Linked DNA regions of Mus musculus: all the other regions are linked to region 6. Evidence: chromatin contacts called from public promoter capture Hi-C and targeted proximity ligation data. All regions are on one chromosome and are shown on one strand. The core of a region is the stretch at or near the end of the contact, and the rest is flanking DNA. Distances in the headings are between cores, read along the strand shown.

What was found. Promoter capture Hi-C pulls out the DNA fragments that hold promoters and counts their contacts.
Region 1: a promoter capture Hi-C map of the SN4741 cell line shows a contact between it and region 6, with 5 times the contacts expected there. A contact is called at or near these places in 11 of 39 promoter capture datasets (the 3T3-L1 cell line, 3T3-L1-derived adipocytes, the C10 cell line and 6 more), 1 of 484 Hi-C or Micro-C datasets (CD4 T cells), 8 of 130 datasets of targeted methods (the 230-238 cell line, the SCID.adh cell line, T-cell acute lymphoblastic leukemia and 4 more) and 4 of 9 other capture datasets (adipose tissue, embryonic stem cells, liver and 1 more).
Region 2: a contact with region 6 is called in a promoter capture Hi-C map of neural stem cells. A contact is called at or near these places in 15 of 39 promoter capture datasets (the 3T3-L1 cell line, the C10 cell line, the HPC-7 cell line and 8 more), 1 of 484 Hi-C or Micro-C datasets (B cells), 2 of 130 datasets of targeted methods (bone marrow-derived macrophages and embryonic stem cells) and 4 of 9 other capture datasets (adipose tissue, embryonic stem cells, liver and 1 more).
Region 3: a contact with region 6 is called in a promoter capture Hi-C map of pre-B cells, with 8 times the contacts expected there. A contact is called at or near these places in 13 of 39 promoter capture datasets (the 3T3-L1 cell line, the C10 cell line, embryonic stem cells and 6 more), 7 of 130 datasets of targeted methods (astrocytes, bone marrow-derived macrophages, embryonic stem cells and 2 more) and 3 of 9 other capture datasets (adipose tissue, embryonic stem cells and liver).
Region 4: a contact with region 6 is called in a targeted proximity ligation map of the SCID.adh cell line, with 15 read pairs. A contact is called at or near these places in 13 of 39 promoter capture datasets (the C10 cell line, the HPC-7 cell line, cranial neural crest and 9 more), 9 of 484 Hi-C or Micro-C datasets (the AML12 cell line, CD4 T cells, cerebellum and 5 more), 15 of 130 datasets of targeted methods (the SCID.adh cell line, astrocytes, embryonic limb bud and 6 more) and 4 of 9 other capture datasets (adipose tissue, embryonic stem cells, liver and 1 more).
Region 5: a promoter capture Hi-C map of pre-B cells shows a contact between it and region 6, with 4 times the contacts expected there. A contact is called at or near these places in 8 of 39 promoter capture datasets (the HPC-7 cell line, embryonic stem cells, fetal liver and 4 more), 5 of 484 Hi-C or Micro-C datasets (CD8 T cells, embryonic stem cells, pro-B cells and 1 more), 20 of 130 datasets of targeted methods (the SCID.adh cell line, bone marrow-derived macrophages, cardiomyocytes and 12 more) and 4 of 9 other capture datasets (adipose tissue, embryonic stem cells, liver and 1 more).
Region 7: a promoter capture Hi-C map of the SN4741 cell line shows a contact between it and region 6, with 6 times the contacts expected there. A contact is called at or near these places in 3 of 39 promoter capture datasets (the SN4741 cell line, neutrophils and stem cell-derived epiblast-like cells), 2 of 130 datasets of targeted methods (astrocytes and embryonic stem cells) and 1 of 9 other capture datasets (adipose tissue).

What each region holds. Positions count from the first base shown.
Region 1 is chr19:5,600,606-5,604,119 of GRCm38.p6, reverse strand. It overlaps Rnaseh2c (ribonuclease H2, subunit C), which reads right to left and starts at 2,247. Exons shown (of 4, transcript NM_026616.2): 1 at 2,040-2,247; 2 at 1,746-1,927; 3 at 1,551-1,670; 4 at 1,161-1,296. The coding sequence starts at 2,211. The coding sequence ends at 1,270. Kat5 (K(lysine) acetyltransferase 5) reads left to right here. Exons shown (of 14, transcript NM_178637.2): 12 at 131-290; 13 at 405-486; 14 at 568-1,106. The coding sequence ends at 702.
Region 2 is chr19:5,472,862-5,476,218 of GRCm38.p6, reverse strand. It overlaps Efemp2 (epidermal growth factor-containing fibulin-like extracellular matrix protein 2), which reads right to left and starts at 1,529. Exons shown (of 11, transcript NM_021474.3): 1 at 1,445-1,529; 2 at 1,041-1,158; 3 at 763-811; 4 at 1-153. The coding sequence starts at 1,151.
Region 3 is chr19:5,528,254-5,531,517 of GRCm38.p6, reverse strand. It overlaps the pseudogene Gm31166. Among named protein-coding and RNA genes, the nearest start is that of Snx32, 19 kb to the right of the region's middle.
Region 4 is chr19:6,239,874-6,243,217 of GRCm38.p6, reverse strand. It overlaps Atg2a (autophagy related 2A), which reads right to left and starts at 1,550. Exons shown (of 40, transcript NM_194348.3): 1 at 1,252-1,550. The coding sequence starts at 1,422.
Region 5 is chr19:6,304,628-6,307,813 of GRCm38.p6, reverse strand. It overlaps Cdc42bpg (CDC42 binding protein kinase gamma (DMPK-like)), which reads right to left and starts at 1,357. Exons shown (of 37, transcript NM_001033342.1): 1 at 939-1,357. The coding sequence starts at 1,098. Gm52380 (a long non-coding RNA gene) reads left to right here and starts at 1,268. Exons shown (of 3, transcript XR_003952842.1): 1 at 1,268-1,350; 2 at 2,102-2,179.
Region 6 is chr19:5,911,574-5,915,100 of GRCm38.p6, reverse strand. Dpf2 (D4, zinc and double PHD fingers family 2) reads left to right here and starts at 2,230. Exons shown (of 11, transcript NM_011262.5): 1 at 2,230-2,360. The coding sequence starts at 2,329. Gm42067 (predicted gene, 42067) reads right to left here and starts at 2,147. Exons shown (of 2, transcript NR_168272.1): 1 at 2,029-2,147; 2 at 270-564.
Region 7 is chr19:6,182,691-6,185,877 of GRCm38.p6, reverse strand. It overlaps Majin (membrane anchored junction protein), which reads right to left and starts at 1,533. Exons shown (of 11, transcript NM_001165919.2): 1 at 1,296-1,533.

The DNA of each region.
Region 1 (3,514 bases), core at 998-3,497, 310 kb after region 6:
AGGGAAGCTGCTGGTCCACACCAAGAGTAAGTGAGAGGCAGGCAGGCAGCCCAGCTCCACAGCCCTTCTTCCTCATAAGCTGCTGTGTACATGTGACGCTTACTCCGCCTCCTGTGCTCTATTGCTTTAGGCTATGAACTCTCGAAAGTAGAAGGGAAGACCGGAACTCCTGAGAAACCCCTGTCAGATCTTGGCCTCCTATCCTACCGAAGTTACTGGTCCCAAACCATCTTGGAGATCCTGATGGGGCTGAAGTCGGAGAGCGGGGAGAGGCCACAGATCACCATCAAGTGAGCCCAAATGCCCACCTGGGGGTTGTGGTTTGGTCTGTCTGTTCCTGGGGTTTCTGGGGACAGATGAATATCTTCAGGGGACTGAACTTTCCCCCACTTCCACCCCCACAGTGAGATCAGTGAAATCACTAGTATCAAGAAAGAAGATGTCATCTCCACACTGCAGTATCTCAACCTCATCAATTACTACAAGGTTAGGAGGCATGCTCAGGGGATAGATGAGATATGGATGCAGGCTCTGAGCTGACATGAGCTGGCTCTATCTCTTGCTCAGGGCCAGTATATCCTAACTCTGTCAGAAGACATCGTGGATGGGCATGAGCGGGCTATGCTCAAGCGGCTCCTTCGGATTGACTCCAAGTGTCTGCACTTCACTCCCAAAGACTGGAGCAAGAGAGGAAAGTGGTGACACACACTACCCATTGCCATACCACGAGAGCTGGCCGAACCATGGCTAGCACCCTGTCTTGTCCCATTTGAGCTTCGAAGAGGCACGCAAAGTGAGACAGGCCGAAGAACAGACCCAAGAGGAGAAGAGGCCTAGGAGGGGCCCACTAGTGGCCAGTGCCAAGGCAAGCTCAGGTCTAGGCCAACTCCGAGGATAACTGGCTTACTGGCCCAGGTCCGCTCTGAACACGTGGACCAAAGGGATCCAGGCAGCTGTGTACATTAAGATGGGTGGGGAGCATTCTGTACAGGACCGGTGATTGTAAAAATTTCTTTTATAAAGGAGGAGCTGGAGGGTGGGGTGGGCGCTGGTTGCAAAGTTCTGGCCCCTCTTGCCCCCAGAAATAAATTGTTTATATAGGCAGAGCTATCAGGAGTTCTTACCAAACTGGGTGCCATGTAATGGCAGCTTCAGGGTGCTAAGGTGCCCACAGACTCAGGCATTGTGAAGATCTCATTTATTGGGATAGAAACAGTCGCTCCAAGTGGTGAGAAGGGATCTGTGACTGTCATTCTCATGATCTGGTTCTCAGTCCTCAGGGACCTGGGCGTGAATCTGCAACAGGAGTCACTTCTACTTTGTGACTTATAATACACAGCAGTTGGGTGGGGACCCAGCTGCTCAGGGTGATAGCCTCGTCTAAGAGAAAAGTGGGGAATGCCCCCCACCACTGGGAGTTTGGGCCTCCGGAGCCATGATCCCCGTGGTGTTTATTGCCCTAAAGCCCCCAAATCACTAGAGACACTATTCAAATCGGATAGAAGGACTGACCAAGTCTGAGGAGGAAAAGGGCTCCTGAGTATACGTACCGCTGCTGCGAGGCTGGGCCAACCTAGGGCCCTATGCACTTTGGCATCTGGACCCGGGACCGTTTCCAGACCCCACAAGGTGAAATGGCTGAAGCTGCCGGTGGCCCCGATAAGGCGGTCCTGGAAAAGGCCGGGTTGAGACTCGGGACAGCAGCTACTGCCCTCACCCCAAACCTACCATCTCCCTTTGCTCACGAAGTCCCGCTCCAGCGGCTCCTGCGCCTCGTCCGCTTTGTCCTCCGCGTCCCCGGAGAAGTTCAGTTTCCCTATCAACCCCTCTCCCTTCTCCTCCGTCACCATCACGAATCCCGCAAACCCTGGCGGCACAGCTACCTCCTCGCCCCGCAGGCCGCGACCGCGAAACGACGCCTGTAGCCCTGCAGGAGGGACATGCAAAGCCATCAGGCCAGCCTGGCCACGGGAGGATGTACGGGTGGCGTCTGCCGCGGGCCACGAAGCCCGAGAGCCGCGGGGCCTGCTCGGACTCACCGTCTGCATCGTGGCGGACGGCGGGCGTGAAGAAGCGATCTACCGGGGCCGGCCGGCTGACTAGAACGTCGCAGGGCAGGAGGTGCAGCTTAGCCGGTGCGGCACCACGCAGCGAGCCAGGGCGCAGGTGAATACGCTGTTTCCCGTCTGCCGCTTCCTCCGGGTTCTTCATCTCAGAAGCTTGTAAGGTTCAGGCAAAAGCTGGCGGGTGAGGAACGCAGGGCCTGTCGGGAGACCGAGCACACTAGATGCAGAGCCTTATGGGAAACGTAGTCTTTTCTCTGGCTGTTCTCTGTAAGCACCTGCCTTCCTGTGCTCAAGTCTTTATGTGTGATCTCATTCTTGTGCCTCCACTTCCCAGTGCTGGGGTTTAGCTTGCGCCACCGTGCCCACCCAGCCCTAATATTTTTATGGTTTTTGTCGTTTGAAAGCAAGCAAACAACAACAAAAAACTGAACGGATTCCTAGAAGAGTCCTATTTAAATAGGTTGTCTGACAAACTATTTTTGGTGGTGATGAGGATTGGACTCAGGGCCTTGGACATATTAAGCACGTGCTCTAGGACTACCATCCTGTAGGGAAAAAAGGCCAAAGAAAGAACACCCGACCCCTGACTTGACTCTAAAACCAGTGTAAATGTTACAGCTCTGAGGAGAAAGGTATCCTGGCAGTTGGGAGCCAAAAATACTACGAAATCACATCCTACAACAAACCTCACATAAGAGAGTTATTGGAAAAGAGACAGGAGGGAAGGCGGCTGTCTCTGCTCAGAAGCAGCAAAGAACGGAGCAGGAGGGTTTTGGAGATGGGGCAGAACTATCCAGAGTGCTCTGAGAATGGAAGGATTTTGCAACCTGATGTTGGGGCAGCTCAGGGACTGATGCAATCTGTGGCTTCATCTTGGGTGGGTTTTGTTGTTTTGTTTTTTCTTTTCTTTGTTTGTTCGTTTGTTTGAGATAGGGTTTCTCTGTGTAGCCCTGGTTGTCCTGGAACTCACTCTGTAGACCTGGCTGGCCTTGAACTCAGAAATCCGCCTGCCTCTGCCTCTCCTGTGCTGGGATCAAAGGCCTGCGCCACTATGCCTGGCTTGTTTTGTTTTGTTTTGTTTTGTTTTGTTTTGTTTTGTTTTTTCCTTAAGGCAGGGCCTGGTTAATTTCCAGTGGGGCTGGACATAATGATTAGAGAAGTCTTGAGGGCAGGGCCTGGCTGCTCAAACCTCAAGGGAAACACACTGCCCCTGGCCTGTCTCCATGCCTTAAGACTTGGAGATTCCAGCAAATAATATTTCACTGTTGGTCTCCAAGTAATCCTTCCAGCTGCGCTGTATTTCCCACCAGCTCACACTGCACATGCCCCACCAGCTCACACTGCACATGCCCCACCAGCTCACTGCACATGCCCCACCAGCTCACTGCACATGCCCCACCAGCTCACTGCACATGTCCTACCAGCTCACACTGCACATGTCCTACCAG
Region 2 (3,357 bases), core at 280-2,779, 440 kb after region 6:
GTTGAGCATGGGCCGCTGGCGGTGGAGGTCCTTCACCATGGAGATCACTGATGACGGCAGCAGAGCGAGGCAGACACAAATAACCCCCGTAGTGGTTGATGCATTTCATCTCACCCTTGCAAGCCTCCGGGATGGTCAGGCACTCGTTGACATCTGCAGAGAGGGGCCTGCTGGGCACAGCCAGTCACCTGGGCTGGCCCTGGAGGTAGTGGGAGGCAGATGCCCAACTTGGCCTTCTCTAAGCTGAGCAACAGAGCAAGACTTTCTCTCTGCTAGGCAAACTAAGGCTGCTGACCCAGAAGCCCTGCCAGGGATTGGCAGGACTGGGAGTGGGGCCCCCTGTTTCACACTGGTATCTCCATTCTCCTGCCTCCTCAAATCCCTGCCTCTACCTTTGCCCAAGAGAAATTTTGCGGGCCTGCCGACCCACGGGGCATGCACGGCTCTCCCAGGCTGCATTGGGATAAAGAGCTGGGCTAGGCAGGTACAGTGCAGTCCAGGGAAGGTGTGCGTATTTCCTTCTCTCTGGGCAATAGCCAGGTGCTCCCTTCCCTCCTGCAGGATAGAGGCCGTTTGTCCAGCTTCTTGAAGGGGCAGGGCTCCTAACTGAGTGGCACAAGGGAAGCATGGCTGGCTACCAAGCTGGACAGGGAAAAGGGCCATCAAGTTCCTGCAGCAGCTCTGGGAGGTAAGGTATCCCTGGGAAACAACAACCCCCTTCCCAGTTCCTGAAGATGGCTAGTACCCCAGACAGAGACTCACCCCGGCAGTGCTGGCTGTCTGCATCCCACTCATAGCCATCTGTGCATTCCTGGAAGGGAACCCGATGTGGCCAGTGACCACCCTGGCTGTCTCCACCAACTAGCCAGGCCAAGACCAGGGCCAGAGTTCAGAGTCATGCTCGGGTCAGCTCCACACAATGGCCTCCAGCTTTCCACCAACCAAGCCGGGGAGAATCTTGCCCAGAAGCAGCCTCCCCAGGATCCTGATCTCACTGTCCTTCCCATCCCATCCCAAGCTGGTGACCCCACGGTCCCCACCGTGTAGCTGTCCGGCTCCTCGGGATCCTGTGGGGACGCTGCTCCCAAGAGCAACAGCAGAAACGCCCAGAGCAGCAAAGACCCGGGGAGGCAGGAGGCAAAAGGGAGCATCCTGAGGCTGGGAGGTGGTGGGCAGAAGTCAGGGGTTTCTGCCACAGCACCCCCCATTCCCTCTATCTGGAAGGGGAGCCTGGGTCCCAGCTGTCTCGTCTCAGGACTGTGCTGAGGCTGGAACCTTCCAGGGCTGGGGACAGAATCCTTTCGCAGGCCTATGGCCCAGGCCCGCAATCCCGGACCGCCCCGCCCCCGCCCCGCGAGTCGTGAAGCGCAGGCCTCCCCGCTCCGCGCAGCACCGACTCGGCCGCCAAACGGCCCGCGCCCTCCCTCCGCTGGAGGCCACTCACGCGTCGACTCCAGCAGTGCCTGCGGGCGGGCGGACGGACGGACGGACCGCGCAGCTCACTGGACGCGCGGCCCCAGGAAGCGCCCCCCGCCCGCCCGCCGGCCGCGGCCCACCCCGGCGCCTCCGCCCGCCCTTCGGCGGATTCCTGAGCCCGCGCCAGGGGGAGGGACCCCGACCCCCCGGCTTCTCCGCCCCGGCCGGCCACAGGCCCCCACCCGGTCCCCCGCGGCGCTGCCTGGAGTCGCCTGCGGACGCCCAGCCAGAGTTTCCCAAAGTTTGGATCCTTAGGCCACTGACCTTGATGCTTGGCCCCCAAACTCACCTAAGGACCCCGGGCCTTCACTCAAAATGTTATTCTGCCCACCTAGACCCTATCTAACCTGTGCCTCCGGAATCCCATGCTGTGCATTCGCACCTCCGTGTAACCCGATTCTGCGCCTCCCAGAACCTACTAGGCATTTAATCCTCAGAGCTTCAAATTCTACTCCTTTCAGAATTTTATCCAGTGTTAAACCATCATCACTTAGATGATCCTAAAACTTCATCCAAGGTTTCCAGACCCTCGTCCAACTTAATTAATTGTCCAAATTAATTGTCCAATTCCCTCTGCATCCACATCCACGGCCTCCAGGTGGTCTCTTTACTTGGGGTACTGCTTCCCCAAGCCGTGCCAGCGCAAAACTACAGTAGTATGGGGGAGAGGGCAGCAGTATTCTTGGCTCGAAATGAATGGAAGCCCCTGGGAAGGCGGGCAAGCTTGAACTTGGGCGCGGAGGACACTAGGGCCCAGTGCCAGCCCTTTCCCGAGCCTCTTCCCATCCAAGTCCCCCACCCAGTTTCCGCCTCCGCCCCCAGCGGAGATCATGCCTTGGAGGCGGAGTCTGGGTGCCTCCAGCGCCCAGGAAGGGGTGAATGGGCGGGACTTCGCGTTGCCCACGTCTCAAGGCGGGCCTAGACGGGAAAGGGTTGCGTGTCCAGGGTTCCCGTGCCTGGCCCAGACCGCTAGCGGCAATAACCAGGTCTTCCTTAACTTTCCCTTACCCAACCTCTTTCCATCTTGTTTGTTTGTTTGTTTTTGTTTTGTCATTTTGAGACAGGGTCTCACATTGTGTAACTCTGACTGTTCTGGAACTCACTAAGTAGATGAGGCCTCGAACTCACAAAGATCCGCCTGTTTCTGCCTCCTAGGCTCTGGGATGAAAGGTGTACACTACCATGCTCCGCTCTGCCTTGACGTTTAAAAAAAAAAATCTGCTTCATTTCATTTAACTGTCTGAGTGGTAATGTATGTGGTATATTCGTGTGTACCTATTCACCTTATGTTTTAAGACAGGGTTTGTCGCTGGAAATTACTAATTTAGCTAGATTGCGTGGCCAGAGTGCCAGAGTGGTCTGCCAGTCTTCACCTCCCTGGCCCTCTAAGGGTTACAAACCTGCATCACCACTATAGCTGGCCTTTATGCTAGGGCTGGAAATCTGAACCCAGACCCTCATGCTGTGTAGCAAGCGGTTTACCCAATAAGACATTTCCTCAGCTTCCATTGCCTTGATTAGAAAAAAGAAAAAAAAATTAACGGGCTGGAGAGGTGGCTCAGCAATTAAGAGCAATGACTGCTCTTCCAGAGGTCCTGAGTTCAATTTCCAGTAACCACATGGTGACTCACAACCATCTGTAATGGGGATTGGATGCCCTCTTCTGGTATGTCTGAAGACAGCAACAATGTACTCACATACATGAAATAAATTAATAAATCTTTAAAAAAAAAAAAAGAAAAAATAAAAAAATTAACTTTTAATGATGCATATACATGTGTATCTGTGTGTTGGTATATACACCCGAGTGCAGGTGTCCACAGAGGCCAGCAGTGTCCCCTGGACCTGGAATTACAGGAAGTTGTTAACTGCCCGATGTGG
Region 3 (3,264 bases), core at 733-3,232, 380 kb after region 6:
TTGAAATCCAGACTAGTGCACCTACTGCCTTCCTTCCGACTCATCCTCATAGCATAAGTTTTTTGAATGTGTGACACTCACACATAGCCTTCTCCCATTCTTTCCCAGTCAGAGGAGAGCACCAGGCTCTGACTTGTTCCATCTTAGGACAGATGGATTAATGGGTGGATTGTTCTGTTTGTAGACATCGAATACACGTAAAACCACTACAGGTGCTGTCTCTCAGCGTGTTGGGATCCACAGTCCACACTGGCTTCTGGCATCTGCCCTTATTTTGGGGAGGGACTGCTTGGTTATTTTTTCAAAATAGAATCGCATGTAACCCAGGCTGATCTCAAACTCCCTATATAGCCAAGGATGGCCTTGAACTCCTAATCTAATTGTCTCCACCTCTCTGGAGCTGAGACTATACACATACGATTTACTCTTAACCCCAAAAGGCCCAGCTCCAACTAGATTAGGAGAGCCTTGATTTTGGCTCAAGACTTGCCATTGGTAACATGTGCTAAGGCTTCCTTTATCCTCTCCCTCTCACCCAGTGCTGCCACGAGAGCCCTGGACACGAGCAAGCCCAGCATGGGCGACAGTAAAGTTGATTTCTGTAACAGTGTTCTCCCAAGCCCGCTTGCCTCAGCAGGACTCTCTCCAGACGGTCCCCACCACACACAGCTCCCTCTCCTCTCATTCTCACCTTTGATTTGTCTTTTATTGCCAAATAAAAAGCTTGCTACCTCAACAACAAAAAGGAAGACGGATTTCTACCCTGATACATCAAAAATCCTTTAAGGTTTCATAAACACAAGTAATTATTACAAAGGACTGGGGCCATAAGGAAAGAAATGGGATCCAGCTAGCGTGGAGCACTCTGGGGACTCTCGTCGCTGATGGCCCGCCCTTGCTGGGCCAGTCCGAAGGAGAAAAGGCCGGTGGCTGCTGACAGGTCTCTTAGATGCCTACGGTTTTAGAATTGACAACCAATAGATGATCTAACAAAGGCCATTGTGTCTTCTGTCTGAGAAGCAGAGACTGTCCCAGAAATCAGAGCGTATCTGCTTGTGCACAGGACAACTCTGAGAATAGGCCACTTTGCCACCTGCAGATCAGCACAAAGGTCTTTATATTGTCTCTCCCCGCTCTCGTTCCAGCTTATTCTCCTTAGACACCAAGTTCATTAAAGCAGACATTGAAACAGTTAAACCCAATCAATTTCTCTCCACTTTCCATTCTCACACCCATCAGCTCCCTCACTTAGGAGACGCACTTGCAGGAAATGAATATTCCTCTACATCTGCTAGCTCTGAGCAGGAGGAACGTCTTACAGTCTTGTATCAAACTGGCTCTTTCCGGATTAAAAAGTAATTATTCCAAAAGACGGCTTTATGGTTAAAATTAAACTAGCTGAAAGCTATTAGAACCTGGACTTTGGACAAATGCCAAAGAGGGCGCTCTGGGCATCTCTTGAGAAGGGGGAGAACTCACCAGAAAGAAATCTTAAGCAAATAAGCATATTAAAAAAAAAAAAATAGGGAAAATGCTGAAACCTGTTCCGCCACCCTCCCTCAGTTAGAGGCACTTCTAACATTAGGAAAGCGAAACCAGCTGTGGGTGGGGCAGACCTGCCAGGTCACCCTGCCTGAAGAAACCCAAGATTGTGCCTACATGAGGGACGTGCAGCCGTGGCACAGAGGCAACAACCAGCTGGCACTCTGTATGGCTGCTTGCCTGGGGACCCGGCACGAGAACTGGATGAGACAGGTCCATGTGTCTGTGGTCACTGGCTCGCTGTTTGAAGTTAACTTCAGTGACTTGCCCTGGTTTGTTATTCCACAGTTTGATTAAGGAACAAGCGGCTAGGAAAACAAAAGAGGGCACTAGCGTGCAAGGAAAAGCCCCAGGGCGCTGAAAGCTTGCTGGGTCAGGAGTACTGGAGTCCCAGTGGGTGTGGTGGGGTAGGGACCAGGGCACATTTGGTAGAGCCAAGACGGTTCCGCGGCGCCCTCTGCTGGTCGATTGCGACTACACCTGCGGCTAGACTGATGCTGGGCTGACCCTGAGCGCCTGCCGTTTTCCTTCTCATCCTGCCCTCTGCTGGACAAGAACCCTTTCCACCTCAATCAGGCCTCAGAAAATAAGGTGTGTTAGGCAGAAATCTGCTGGGGGCAGGGAGTGGGGGAGGTGGGAAGCATCTATAAAATGGTCACGGTGGTCACACTACTGTCTGAGCTGTTCTCGAGTAGCAAATGAAATGCTCTTTTACTGGTGACTTTCTGCTTCCACCCTCATGTGGTCCTGCTCAGTTCCTTGGAAGATCTTTGACCCTATAAGAATTTCCGCTGTCTTGTTCACTATCTGACCTCCACCTCCACCTCTTCCATACTGAGGTTTGGGCTCAGGGCTAGCAAATGTTAGGTGAGCAGTCTGGCTGAGCTAAACCCCCAACTTCCTTCTTCTCTTCGAGACAGGAAGATCTGGACCTCATCCTACATCAGTCTCCTAGGTAGCTGGGGTCACAAGCCTGCACCACCATGCCAGTTCACAAGTATTCGTGGTCTTTAAAATTTTTTAATTTTTTAAAAAATCTGGACAGATGAACCATCAGTTAAGAACACTTGTTGCTCTTGCGGAGAACCCAGGTTTCGTTCCCAGAACCCACAAGGTGGCTCATGACCATCTGTAACTCCAATTCCCAAACATCAGATGCCCTCTTCTGGCCTCCATGGGCACCAGGCACTCTCACAGTGCACAGACAAACATGGAGGCAAAAATACCCATGCACATAAAATAAAATCTGAAGTACAAAATAAATTGTATCACATTATTTATTGTGTGGGAAGGGGAAGGCGTGTGGGGCTCACTGGCTCTCTGATGCAGCTCTGGAGGAATCAGCTGACTCCTTCCCCTGTGTGAGTTTCAGGAACAAAAACTTTACCTCCTGAGCCATTTGACCAGCTTTCACGAGTAAATACTTCTTCTTTCCCTCTCTTCTTCCTTCCTCGTTCCTTTCCTTCCTCCTTTCCCAGGATTTCAGGTATTCCAGGCTGACCTTGCTATGTGGCCAATTACGACTTTAAACCACTCGTCCTCCTGTGTCCACCTCCTAAGTACTGCGATTACAGGCATGCTTTACCACACTTAGTTTACCAGTGTGGGAATTAAACCAAGGGCTTCACGCTTGCTGGGCAAACAGTCAGCCAAGCTACATCCCTAGGCTCCGAACAGCCTTTCCGACAAGTCCGACATAAATTAATCTGCTGTTGATTATAT
Region 4 (3,344 bases), core at 301-2,800, 330 kb before region 6:
GTAGGGTTGTAGGGTGAAGAGCAGAGAGGGGTGGGCTTAAGTGAGGTGCCTGGGCTGTCTGGGAGAGGCTAGAAAACAGCCAGGGCCCTGGACAGCCCCCCCTCCCAAAAAAAAAAGAAACAAGAGAGTGGACTGAGAAGGCATTCTGGCTGAAAGCAAAAAAAAAAAAAAAGGGAACACCCAGATGTTGGATATTTTTCTGAGCGGTTTAAGAGGCGAAGGTCAGACACCTCTTATACCAGGCCATTAGAAGATGCCACCATCTCTTCAACCCATATTTGTTCCCAAAGGCATGGCTCACCTCTAGCTCTTTCTAAGTGAAGCTGCAGACCCATAGGCCAGCTAGAAAAGAGAAAGAGGCCAGCCCTGCCACATGCCCATTCTACTGCTCTTGGAGCTAGGATGACCCCATACCAGCCCTTAGCTGGAGCCTCTAATTGGTGGCTCCTTGGCTACTCCCAGCCATCAGCTGTGAGTCAATGCCCCTCACCTGCCACCCCCAGCCTCCTGCTCAACTCCATACCCTAGGCCTCAGACCTCCTGAGCATCAGGCCCAGCTTCTCCTCCCATCCCCCACCCCAGCTAGCCTGAAGCTAAACCTCTACACCTCTCCTGGAGGGCTGCCCTCCAGGTAGAGATGCCAGAGACCAAGTCCTTCCCTAAACCCAAGCTAGGCCCCTCCCACTCTCCCAAAAGCAGGAAGTAGAGAGCAGCAACAGTCACACGAGGTGTGGATCAACACAGAAGGCAGTGACGCTGTTGTTGACATCCACATCCGGGGGCGATCTCCACCCCTTATGCCCAGGATCATGGGGTGAGGAGGTCAGGACACATCTTTCTACAGGTGCCCCTGGCAGGGCTCTTAACACCCCCAAAGCCTCCCTGACTACCCTAGTTCCAGCTCTTGTTACTGCCTGGCTCCCCACAACATCTCTCTGCTCCCCTAGCTCCCGGGAATCCCCTTCCCCAAGCAGCTCTCCCAAACTCCGTATGATGATGGTGACATTTTTTTTTTTAAAGTAACACCTCACTTCCTAGTCTGTCTCTCCTAGAGAGGTGAAGACAGAGACTTCTCTCCTAGCTTCTGGTTAAGTGGTGACGGGCCAGCCAGGGGGCCTGGCGGAGGCGGTCGAGACCCACTGGCCTCTCCAAACACGGTGCCTGTCCTCCAGCCCAAACCTTCCGCGAGGACCCTTCGCTGGCCCGTGCTCCCTCTCTCCACACCATCCCACCTCTGCCCTGCCTCCTCACCCAGGTTTCCAGGTGAATATCCCGCAGGGCAACGCTGCCCTTGTACAGATCCAGGCTGAGCTGGTCCAGGCTGAGGTGCTCCTGAAAGAAGTGACCCAAGTAGTGCTGTAGCAAGTAGCGGCAGACACGCTCTTTCACACAGTTCGACCATGGCCACAGCCATCGTGACATCTCGGGGACCGCCGGGCCCGAGCCGCTTCCGCTGGCCGACAGCCGGCGATCTCGGTCCGGCTGTGCTGTTCACTAGAGCCCCCGGTTCGCCCCGCCGCTTCTCTCAGCGCCAGGCCGCGCCCCCGGACGCCCAACCACGCCCCCACGCTCGCTGCCATTGGTCATTGCGAAGGGCGAGGCCCACTGATTGGCCGCGGGAGGCGGAGCCTTGAAGAGCGAAAAAGGGACTGGGCTCTTTGCGAGATGAAATGCTCCCAATCGTAGTTTACGCTTGCGCGTAAATTCTGAGTGGGAGGACCTTTAACCTCCTTGCTTCAAGCTGCGGAAAGGCTGCAACCGTAGGGCGACAGTCCGGGCCAGGAAGAGTGCGCATGTGCCGATTTGTCCAACTTTTTTTTTTTTTTTTTAGGTGATTGGGAAGAATTTAAAGGAACAGTGACTCACCCAATTTGTAGACAAGCTTATCAGAGGAGTAAAGTCAGTGCGAATTTTGCAGTCTATCTTTTGGCAACAAATGCACATTTGCACTTTTATAAAACTTTTTTTTTTTTTTTTTTGGAGACAAGCTTTTCTGTATTTGGCGGTTCTGAAACTCACACTGTAGTCCAGGCTGGCCTTGAACTCATAGGATCCTCCTGCCTCTGCCTCTCTATGATGGAATTTAAGGCGTGCATACATCATCACGCCCAGCCCTATGAAACTTGCTTTAGTCCTTTATCTTTTTTCATTTGCTTATTTGTTATTTTATCTATTTACATTTCTGTTTGTATGTTTTTCGAGACAGGGTTTCTCTGTGTATCCCTGGCTGTCCTAGAACTCACTCTGTAGACCAGGCTGGCCTCTAAAGCCTGCCTCTGCCTCCCAAGTGCTGGCGTTAAAGGCGTGCACCACCACTGCCAGGCATCTATTTACATTTCAAATGTTATTCCTCCCAGTTTGCCTCCACAAAACCCCTCTCCCCACTCCTCCTAGCCGCTTATCTTATCCATTATTGTTAACAACTCCCTAAAAAGGCACTATTTGTTTCCACTTTTTTTTTTCTTTCTTCTTCCTTGTTCTTTCCTTTTTTTGTTTTTTGTTTTTTCCGAGACAAAGTTTCTCTGTGTAGCCTGGCTGTCCTGGAACGCTCTGTAGACCAGGCTATCCTTGAAATCAGAGATGCATCTGCCTGTGCTTCTAAAATCTGGGATTGAAGGCACACACACACACACACCCATTTCTCTCTTTTTAAAAATTCTGTCAGGTCCCCAAGAAATTCCTTTTCCCAAATTCAGACATTTAGACAAAAGTGAGGATTCCCTCAGGGACATACACCAAGCCAGTCTTTGAATTCCAGGCTAGCCTAGTCTACAGAGGGAGTTCCAGAACAGCCAAGGTTACACAGAGAAACCCGGTCCTGCAGGGTGGGGTGGGGTGGAGTGGGGGATGATAGTTCCTACTTGCTAAGAGGAGCCATTCTGCTTATCTCTGGCAAAAGGGACTATGACTCACATCAATGAGAGTCTTTGGTGCCTAATGTATATCTATCAAGGTCCATGCTAACCTCTTGGGCTACCTGAGTCCCTACTCATAAGTACATGGTACAGAGTCATCCTGGCTGGCAGACCCTGTCCCCTAACCTCTCCAGCCCTGGAGGTTCATTTCTTTGCCCTCTTTGCTTTCTCTGCACCCCTGCTCCCCTCTCTCCCTGCTCTGGACTCTTCCAGATGCCTCTGGCTGTTCTCTTCCTTGCATCCACAAGGAACCCATGCCTTCTCCTCAGCTGTACTTTCGAGTGGCCATGTCCTCATTTTCATTTGGTTTGCTAGTGTTCCCAATTTAAGAGGTAGAAAATAGGATTATGAAGGTTGTTTAGCCCATCACCAGGAAGGTCTTTTTTCCCTCCTCTTCCCCTCCCATTTAAGGAATGCACAGCAGATTAA
Region 5 (3,186 bases), core at 108-2,607, 390 kb before region 6:
AGAGGTGCCAGAGGCAGGCAGGGAGAAACACACATATGTGTAAACACACACACATGTGCCACATGCACACACCCAGGTACAGGTGTCATGTGGGAGTGATGACAAATCAGACACTTGTAAAACACAGAAGAGTCACAGAGAAACAGGCAGGCAACGGGGGCAGGGCCGTCTAACTGCTCTCACCCCAGAAAGAAATGGCAGGACTGGCTGGTAGACCCCCATCCATATTTGGCCTAGCCTTGTGTCTGCCCATAGCTCAGGAGCACCAAGAACTCTGATCGCCTACAGGGTAAACACCCCATGTTTCAGGCCCAATTCCCATGCCCTCCTCACCAAAGCCTGGCCAGATGTGTCCAGTGCCCACATTGGGTTTAGGATCACCCTAAGTCAGCCATTCCCAAGGATTCAGACGAATCAAATAAAACCACTTCTAACAAGACCCCAAATCCTCCAAAGGGGTTGAGGTTGGTTCTTGGTCCCGGCTAGGGATTGAAGTAAGGAGACTTGTCTGCAAGGTGAAGGACGAGGACTTTTGAGTGTGTGACAGGTGAGAGGGGTCCTAGAACAAAGTGCCCGTCCTCTTGAAGAACGGAGGAAATAGAGAAAGTCTGTATGTTTATGTCACACAAAACGGTGTCCGCCTAAATGTATGTTCTAGGTAGAGCATGAGGTGACCGTTGTGAAAGATGTGTATTGGCAACATGTCTGGGGTCTGTAGCAGGGTATGTGGGAAGTGTACCTTATGTACCTGTCTCTGGGAGTTTGAAGTAAGGTGCAGGTGAGCGAGCGGGCTGTGGAGACCAACGGCAAGCGTTAGATACAGCACAATGAGGAAGTTTCAGGAATATGCCACTCCCGGGAAAAGGTCTGGGGGCACAAAGCTCCAGGTGTTGTCGTCCCTCCAGCTTCCCTTCCCGGGTGTTGCCCGGACCACTCACCCCAGCTCAGAAACTGCGCCACGTTACGCTCCCGGCGCAGGGGGGCGCTGCTGAGCTCTTGGTGCACCCCCAGCAGCAGATCCAGGAGGCCGTCGAGCCCTGGGCTGCCACCAGCTTCGCCCCGTACCAGCTGCTCCAGCGCACGCAGCCGCTGCTCCATGGCTGCCGCTGGAGCCCCGAAACCCGGGCTAGAGCCAGGCCGCCCGCATGCCCCGTCCGTCCGTCCGCCCGGCGGTCCGTCTGTGGTCCCGTGGCTCGTTCTGCGCGGCTTCCCCCCTCCCTCCCGCCCTCCCCGCTGTCACCTTCCTCGGTCGCCACCCGCGCTCCTTCACCTGGTCGCCCGCCCCGCCCTCCAAGCCCGCCCCCGACGGACGGGCAGGTGCGCGCCGGCCAATGGGAGCCGCGGCTGAAGGTGAAGGTGGGAAGGCGGAGGCGCGCGGGGGCGGGGCCGACCCTCGTCCAGGAAGTGGGAGGGCGGGCCACGAAAAGTAACTCCTGGGCGGGGTTGGAGGGGGTCCGTTGGGGTCGCAAAAGGCCCCTCTGATCACGGTGCCACCCCAGTCCCAGCGCCACCTAGACCCTCATGAGACACTAACCTAGACAGAGCCTAGCGCAACTTCCCGCGGGACCCGGCCAGCGGCCTGTCCCTTAGCCAGGCCAGAGGGGCTAGGGACGGTTGCGGCCCTGAAGCCGGATGGGAGTTGTAGTCCGCTCTGGCCTCGGTTTGAAAGCGGCGCTAAGGCAACACACCCATCTACCCCCAAAAGTTTCTGATCTCCTTTAAATCCTTAAAACTAACCCAGAGACATGTAGTTGAGGTAGGATGGGCACACTCATTTAGCATGAATACACTGCGGCTTTGGAAGGCTGAGGGTAGGGGGTCTCTGAAACTAGATTCTCGTGTGGACCTAGATGGGACTGATTTTCAAGGCTTTGGCGGGAACAAGGCCCTGAACTGGAACGTGGAGGGCACAAGAAGTTTGAGATGTGCTGATGGAGGCAAAGGAGGTGGAGGTGCTGGCTGTGTCCAGGGAGGTTTTTTATTTCTGGCCATCTGTGTTGGTCTTGATGGTGACAGGCCAGATACCAAAGAGAAGGGTGCTCTGGTGTCTTTTGAACAACTTGTTTAAAGGCCTACTTAGAGGGCTTGCCTCTCCTTCCAGACTGCAAGCTGAAGACCTTGACAGGATCGAGTCATCAGCGTTGAGGGAGGAAGCATTCTGAATGTTTGCAGGGGCAAAGTGAGTGGGACACCCAAATCCCATCTAACGGGGTCTAGAAACATTACAGGGGTTATGTTGGGGTGGTGGTGTGGGAGTGCACGCCTTTAATCCCAGTACTTGGGAGGCAAAAACAGGTAGATCTCTGGGATCCAGGCCAGCCTGGTCTTCAGAGTAAGTTCCAGGACAGCCAGGGCTATACAGAGAAACCCTGTAAAAAAAAAACAAAACAAAAAAAAAAAAAAAAAAAAACCAACCAACCACTGTAGGTCTCTCATTTGATCTTTACAGAAGCCCCTTCTCCATGAGGTCCACAATTTGAAATGGGGAAAACACAGGCATATATTTCTTTCCAGATCTATCAGGCTGGGAAAGAGACTCAGGATTCAAATTCAATGCCATGGCACTGCCAAGGGAGGGTCAGGGAGGGCAGACTGGAGTTTGGATTTACGGTTTTTGTTGTTGGTGTTGTTTTTATCCTCTCATATAAACTAGGCTGATCTGGAACACACTATGTAGTCAAGAATGACCCAGAATTCCCAGGCGTACTGCTTCAACTTCCTAGTTCTTAGATTACAGGGTGAATTGATGGAGCCTACTGGCTCTCTCAGGGATTCTGAACCTCCTCAGCACAGGGCAGGGCTGGGGCCCACAGAAGCCACAAGGAGGCGCCAGAGACTAGGGGAGGAATGAGTGTCTAGTATTTGCAAGTCGTCATGGAGAACTAGGAGGCTGGGACCCTTCCTGTAATGCTGATTCTCTAGTCACAAAGGTCAGTCAAGGGCCAACTGCCCAGGCCTCCGCTCTTGGCAAGGTCCTTGCATCAACTTCCCCAAGACCCTTAACCTCTTTGAAAGCTGAATTCTGAGAAAATCCCAACCCCAAGCAGGCTTCAATGCCATACCAGAGTGGGAGAGAAAGGCCAGAGCTGGACTCAATTGAACACACCGACTGGATATGGTGGCTCGGTACTCTGAAGAGACAGAAAGATCTCTGAGTTCAAGGCCAGCCTGGTGTACATAGTGAGT
Region 6 (3,527 bases), core at 981-3,480:
CTGTTTGTCTTCTGAATAAGATGTAGAACTCTCAGCTCCTCCTGGATGCTGGATGTCTACCTGGATGCTGCCAAGCTTCCTGCTATGGTGATAGACTGAACCTCTGAAACTGTAAGCCAGTCCCAATTAAATATTGTAATTATAAGAGTTGCCTTAGTCATGGTGTCTAACTAAGATAGCGTCCCATTGAGCCAGGGTGTCTATAGTGGTCAAAAGAGAATGTTGGATCTTGGAGTTGGATTTATACAGAGCCGCTGTGTAGTGTGAGCTTAGGTTTTTCAAAACTGACTTTATTTGGGGTTCTTAACCCTCCCTTTTAGCCCACCAACCAGAGGTAGGGAAAAAGCAAGGTTAAAGGCAAAGGGAGTTGTGGACCTGATTAGAAGTACTTGCTTTGGGCGATTCCACTCTTCCGTGTCAGGATATAAGCAGCCCAGTTCAATAGCAAACACCAAACATGAATCTGTAGCAGTAGCACAATCCAGCAGGAACAGCCAGGCTCTGCTGAAGCGGCCAGAGTCAGCCAGGATACCACGAGACGTTGTTTGGCGAGTGAGTTTCTCCCTATGAAGTGAAGACCAGCGAAGCATTGATGGTATAGCCATGCAAGAACTCCCTCTCATTGTTCGTGGGGTTCCAGTTATATTCTTTCTAAACATCACACACTCTCTCAGGTATCTGTTTTCGGCAAAATATTACATGTCCTCTCACAAGACAGCTTCCAGAAAAACATCACATGATGTGACTAAGTTGTTAAGGAAACCAGAAGTTTCCACTTGAGTGGAGGCTCTGGGAACTTTTGCTGTTTGTTGCTATTGTCCCTCAGGTTTTCTATGTAGCCCCAGTGGCTTGGAGCTTGTGTAGCCTGCATGGGCCTTGAACTTGTGGCAATCCTCCTACCTCCTAAAGAAAAAAAGACAATCTATGCATACATATACATATACACATATATATCAGGTCCAACATGGACAGAGAGTAGATCGCTTCTAAATCCATTGAAACCGAGGTTTGGTGACTTTGTTAGGAGTTATTTCAAAAGGCCTGGTGGGAACAAAAGCACTCAGTAAGCAGAAGAGAGCCTAGGAAAACAGGGCAGTACAGAATACGAATGAAAATCTGCTTAGAAAGAGTGAAAAGAAATGGGCTGAGATGCAGTGCCAATGGGCTTAAGGGAGTCCTGTTGGTTTCTTCTTCTTCTTGTTTTGTTTTTGTTTTTGCTTTTGTTTTTTTGAGACAGTGCTTCTCTGTGTAGCCCTGGCTGTCCTGGAACTCACTTTGTAGACCAGGCTGGCCTTAAACTCAGAAATCCTCCTGTCTCTGCCTCCCAAGTGCTGGGATTAAAGGTGTGTGCCCCTACCGCCCGGCTGGTTTCTTCTTTAAGGGGAAACATGTTTGTTCATGGATTTGCATAACTCGATACTGAAGGAGAAATAAATAGTATAGAACTAAGAGGGCTAGTCACACCAGTGAAAACTTTCAATGTGGAGAATGGCTTGGTAATAGCAATCAAGGGCTTGTGGGATGACACAGCAGATACGGACTCTGGGCACCACGCCTGACAACCTGACCACCATCCCCCAGGTACAAAGTAGAATGAAAGAACTCACATCCCCAAGCTGCTCTCTCACTCTTACACATATGCTATGGCACATGCACGCACACAAAGACAGACATACAGAGCAAAGGAATGGAGAGAGAGGGAGAGGGGAGAGGGAGAGAGAGGGAGAGGAAGAGGGAGAGAGAGGCAAGCAAGAGAGAAGAGGTGGGTGCCAGTGAAGTTCAAGGACCGGGTTTACTGGCAGGAATTGTCCGAATGAGAGTCAGGCCCAAGAACAGCCCATTTTGGGCACTCACTTTCCATTCTCTAAAATGGGCTGACTGGGAACAGAGGTACCTAAAGGACTGGGACTCTGACCTTTCACTACCTACCCACCAATCTCTCCCTGTGTGTCAACCTCGTGGCTAACGGCCAGCCAGGCAGGACACTGTTTGCAACTTCTAGCCTATCCGCGTGGCCTTTTCACTTACCTTTCTCACTTTCCAACCGAGCCAGATCTCCTAGCTGAGGCGTCACTAAATGGAGGGGAGACGGATCTCTAGAATGAGCTGCAGAGGGCATGTAAGTTTTCCAATCGCGCCTGCGCACTGGGATCCTAGGCTCCTTCAGGACAGGTCGTTCTCGAGCGCTCGCTCTCGTGGGCCTGTGCGTGCGCGCACCCCCTAGCTGCGCCTGCGCAGAGGGTCGAGGACCCTGTGTCCTGAGAAGGCTTAGCGCCTGCGCGTTGTAGGTTTCGGGGCCTCCCGGCCTGAGGGAGAGGAACAGGGAAGATGGCGGCTGTGGTGGAGAATGTAGTGAAGCTGTGAGTGGTCTTTTTTGTTTGTTTGTCTCTTTTTTCTTTTTTAATCTCTCATGTACCAGAAATCTTGTAAAGGACCTGGGAGTAGAGAGGGAGGTGCGGGAAGAGACAAGGTAGAGAGAAGGACATGCCCGGGAAGTCCTTGCTGTGCGACTGCTGGGAGGGAGGGCAACAGGAGACTCGGGAGACGGCGCTGGGCTTCTTTTGGAAACTTGTGGAGGACTGGAGGGGGGCACACCGGAGCCCCCGACGGGTGTCCTCCTCGCGGGCCGAGCCCCGAGCGGAGCTGCGGGCTGCGAAGGAGAGGCTCACGGTCCCTGGCCCCTCTCTGGAGACGCGTCAGTCCCGCCAAGCCGAGGCCGGCGGCACTAGGAGATCGGGGTCCCCTCCCCGCCCACCGCCGTCCCTGGGGCCATAGGCTCCGCCGTCCCTGCGGAGTCCTAAGACTTAAGCAGCCTGGTGACGTTAACCGGGAAATCCGGGGTCCACGAAACTAAAAATGTTCTTGGGAAGAACTGGTCCAAGAGCAGAACTTCGGGGAGTGGGGAACTAGACCGGAGCCAGATGGCCTTCCAGTCCGCAGGAGCCCTGAGGTGGGCGTTCTCTGTCCCCCAGATGCCATTGTGCGGGTCAGATTTCCAGTGGAGCTGAAATAAACGGTTGTTGGGCGACACCGGGAACGGGGACTGGCCTGCTAGTCGCTTCCCCTCAGTTGGAGATGTTTGGATGAGGCTCTTCCTTCCTTCTTGAAGAAGAATCAGAGTTTTGGAACGGGGTGCCCATTGGATTTAAGAATGGCCTTCTCTTCCCTTAATGGCCATGTTAGACGTGATGTAAGGATAGAGAAATTGAAGTGTTTCAGCTGTCCAATCAAAGCTTTTGGATTCTGGATGACAAAGTAAAGGTTTTGGAACCATTCTGGAGGACTTTTCGCAGCTTTATCTGTCTTTGTCGTGGGCTGAGCCCCAATCGTCCCAAGAGGCTTTTAAAAAATTTTTTTTAAGGTTAAGTTGCTTCTTCCCTGCTGCTTGCAGCCCCTTTCTTTGAAAATGCTTTTCCACTTCCATTAAGCTAAGTGCCTTCTCTTGTGGCTTTTTTTTTTTTTTTAATCTCGCTTTTGGCTTCATCCTGCTGCCTATTTCAACCACCCCTCCTCCCAACGCTATTATC
Region 7 (3,187 bases), core at 284-2,783, 270 kb before region 6:
GAGGCATCACCTCAATTGGTGAGGTTGAAGAGTAATGGAGGCCAAATTCTAACATCAACTTCAGGCCTCGTACACATGTGAATACACATACACACACTACATATACATGAAAATGAAAAAAGAAAAAGAAATGTTAAAAAAAAAAAAGCAAACCCAGTTTGCTGAGAGATACCCGGTTACCTGAACACCTAACCAAAGACACACACACACGCCCTTCCTGGGGAAACAGGGGATTTTAGGAAAGAAATTTCTCCAAATATTTTTCTTTAAATATAATTGTTTCTATTATTATTTTGTGTATATCAGTGTTTTGCTTCTATATATGTCAGTACACCACATTGAGCCTGGTGCCCACAAAGGCCAGAAGAGGACATCAGATCCCCTGGAACTGAAGTTACTGATGGCTGTGGACCCCCATATGAGTGCTGGGAATCAAAATCTGGTTCCTCTAAGAGGAACCTGCGCACTTAATCTATGAGCTATTTCTCCAGCCCCAGAAAATATGTCAGTAGTCCATCCCTATGATCCTAGCACTCAGGGTGGAGGCAGGATCAGAAGTTCAAGGTCATCCTTAACTATGTGCTGAGTTTCAGGCCAGCCTGGGTTACATGAGACCCTGATTCCATGAGTATCCAAACCAAAAACAAACAAACAAAACAAACAAAAAATAAAGAAATGAACAAAACCACCAAGCAACAAAGACTGCAAAGCAAACCAAAACACAAGAAAAAAACAACAAAACATGTGACAGGAAGCATGTCAATGAAAAAGTCGTGTGTGTGTGTGTGTGTGTGTGTGTGTGTGTGTGTGTGTGTGTGTGCGCCGCTATTAAACCTGGGTTAGGGAGTAGTTAAAAGCCAGAATGAACACTTCCTTTGACTATCTGGAAGTTTCTGTACAGAAGGACTGGGTGGGGGCAGTGTCTGAGAAAGCTGGATCGGTGTCCTAGGCAAACATGGCACCACCCTGGACATGAGAGGGTTGAAGAGCACTCCTCACTAGCCCAGAAGACATAGCTCTCATCATCTCTGAGCTGGTTACCCTCTGGAGGCTCATGGCGGCCATTCCCTGCCACTGCCACCCCAGCTCTCCACCCTCTTCAAGCTTCCAGTCTGCACCAGTGCCCAGCCTGCCCTTCAAGGCCTTATAGCCAACGGCCGGGTTGGGCAATCCCCAAGCCAGGCCTCAGGGACCAGGGTCCTCCAGAGGCTGCGTGTGGGGCCCGGCCCAGAAACTTCCCTCCAAGGCGGAACCCGCTCAAAGCCCGGGGACACCAGCAGCGGGGCGGCGGTTACCTCAGCCTCGAAGCGCTCAGGCGCTGACAGCCACACTTGTCGCTCGCACACTGACTAGGGTTCCTCCAGCACCTCAGAAAGGTGGCCACGCTTGACTTTCTGCTCAGAAATCTTTTTTTTTTTTCCAAGAGAGGACGTCGAAGTCAAAAGACTGCGGGCCAGGGACTCAGGTTCTCGTCGGTCTCCTCTGAACTCGGCCTTTAGCTTGATGTGCACAAGCGAAGCCTTGGAACTTCCCGCCAAATCCTCCGCGCACGCGCAGATTTGAGGCAGGGCGGGGTTTCACAAAACTGAAGCCTGCGCAAGAACACCTAACTTCTGAGCGTCACGCGCAGCCTCATGACCTATCCCTTAACTACTATTATTGTTTCTTGAAAAAAACCTTTCTCGCGCCGGGCATGATGGCACACGCCTTTAATCCCAGCACTGGGGAGGCAGAGGCAGGCGGATTTCTGAGTTCGAGGCCAGCCTGGTCTACAAAGTGAGCTCCAGGACAGCCAGAGCTATATAGAGAAACCCTGTCTCCAAAAACAAACAAACAAAAAACCCCATTCTTGTGTGTGTGTGTGTGTGTGTGTGTGTGTGTTTTACAAGCAGCATTTTGCTTCCTTCCACCATGTAGGTTCTGGGAATGATGTGCCGGATGCCCAAGAGCGTTTTACACTGAGATTTACGCATGCATTGCTTTCTTCCCACCTGCGCACCTGCTCCAGTCGGGTAAAACTACTTTGAGGTCTCTCCTCTGTGCCAGGCACTCTCCATACACAGCACTGTGGTGTATGCTTGCCTTTCATCCTCATTGCCAGACCCTAGGGCAGATCTTTTGTAGTCTGATTTAATCCAACCAGGAAATGAAAGGATTTATGAAGTCAGGATGCTTGATCAGTCATGGTATTCTGCTTCCTGTTGGTCGGGTTTTATGTTCTGAATCATTAGGGAATTTGGCATCCTTGCCTACACAGCCTAGTGTGCTGGACTGGTGATGATGGGCCCGCATCTGTGGGAGATGGACCCATGGCTCTCCATTGTCCAAGCTCTGCATTTCTCTGCTTAACCTGCTGTTCCCTCTGTAAGGACTGTCCCTCCCCACCCTCAGCCCTTCCACATGCCTCCTCTTCATACTTAGAGCCATTAAGCACCTACTGGCTTAGGAAACTGGATCTCAGGGGTGGAGTTGTTTTATCTAAAGAGGACCTCATGGGCTGGGATGTAGCTCATTGGTTGGGTGCTTGCCTACCATGCACAAGGCTCCAGCGGCGCATATCTGAGCGGGTGCTGGAGCTCCCTGTAATCCTGCATTCAGGAGCAGAGGACCAGAGAGTCATCCTGGAGAACACAGGAGTTTGGGATACATGAGACCCTGCCTCTAAAAACAGAAGGCTGGTCATGGAGGCCCACCACTAATCCAAGTCAGGGGAGGCAGAGACAGGTAGAGCTGAGTTCAAGGCCAGCCTACTATCCTGTCTCCTTTAGCCTAAATATAAGCCTAACCATACCCTGATCCTTTGTTCACAGGAACTCCCAGGACAAATCCTGTCCTTGGAAAGGGGTGGGCTTGTAGGCAGGAGAGGCAGAATGGTAGATCAGAGATTCCATTGCTCTAATACCTAATACCCTGAAGACTCAGGATCCTCTTGAGACAGGGTCAGAATAGTTCATGTCTCCTTTAAGAACCCCTGCTGCCTATATAATCCCTAGGTCCCTAGAGCTGAGGGAGGAGCCTCTTTATAGCTTCACTTCCTACCACACCTAGGGCTCCTCCCCAGTCTCTCCCCGGCTCCCTCTGGGACTCCCAGGGCCAATTACTTGCCAGGCAACAGCCCTCTGCTCAGGAAAGCCAGCAGGCAGGGCTAGGGCCTGGCAGGGCCACCGGGAGCAAAGCTGCCTGGCTC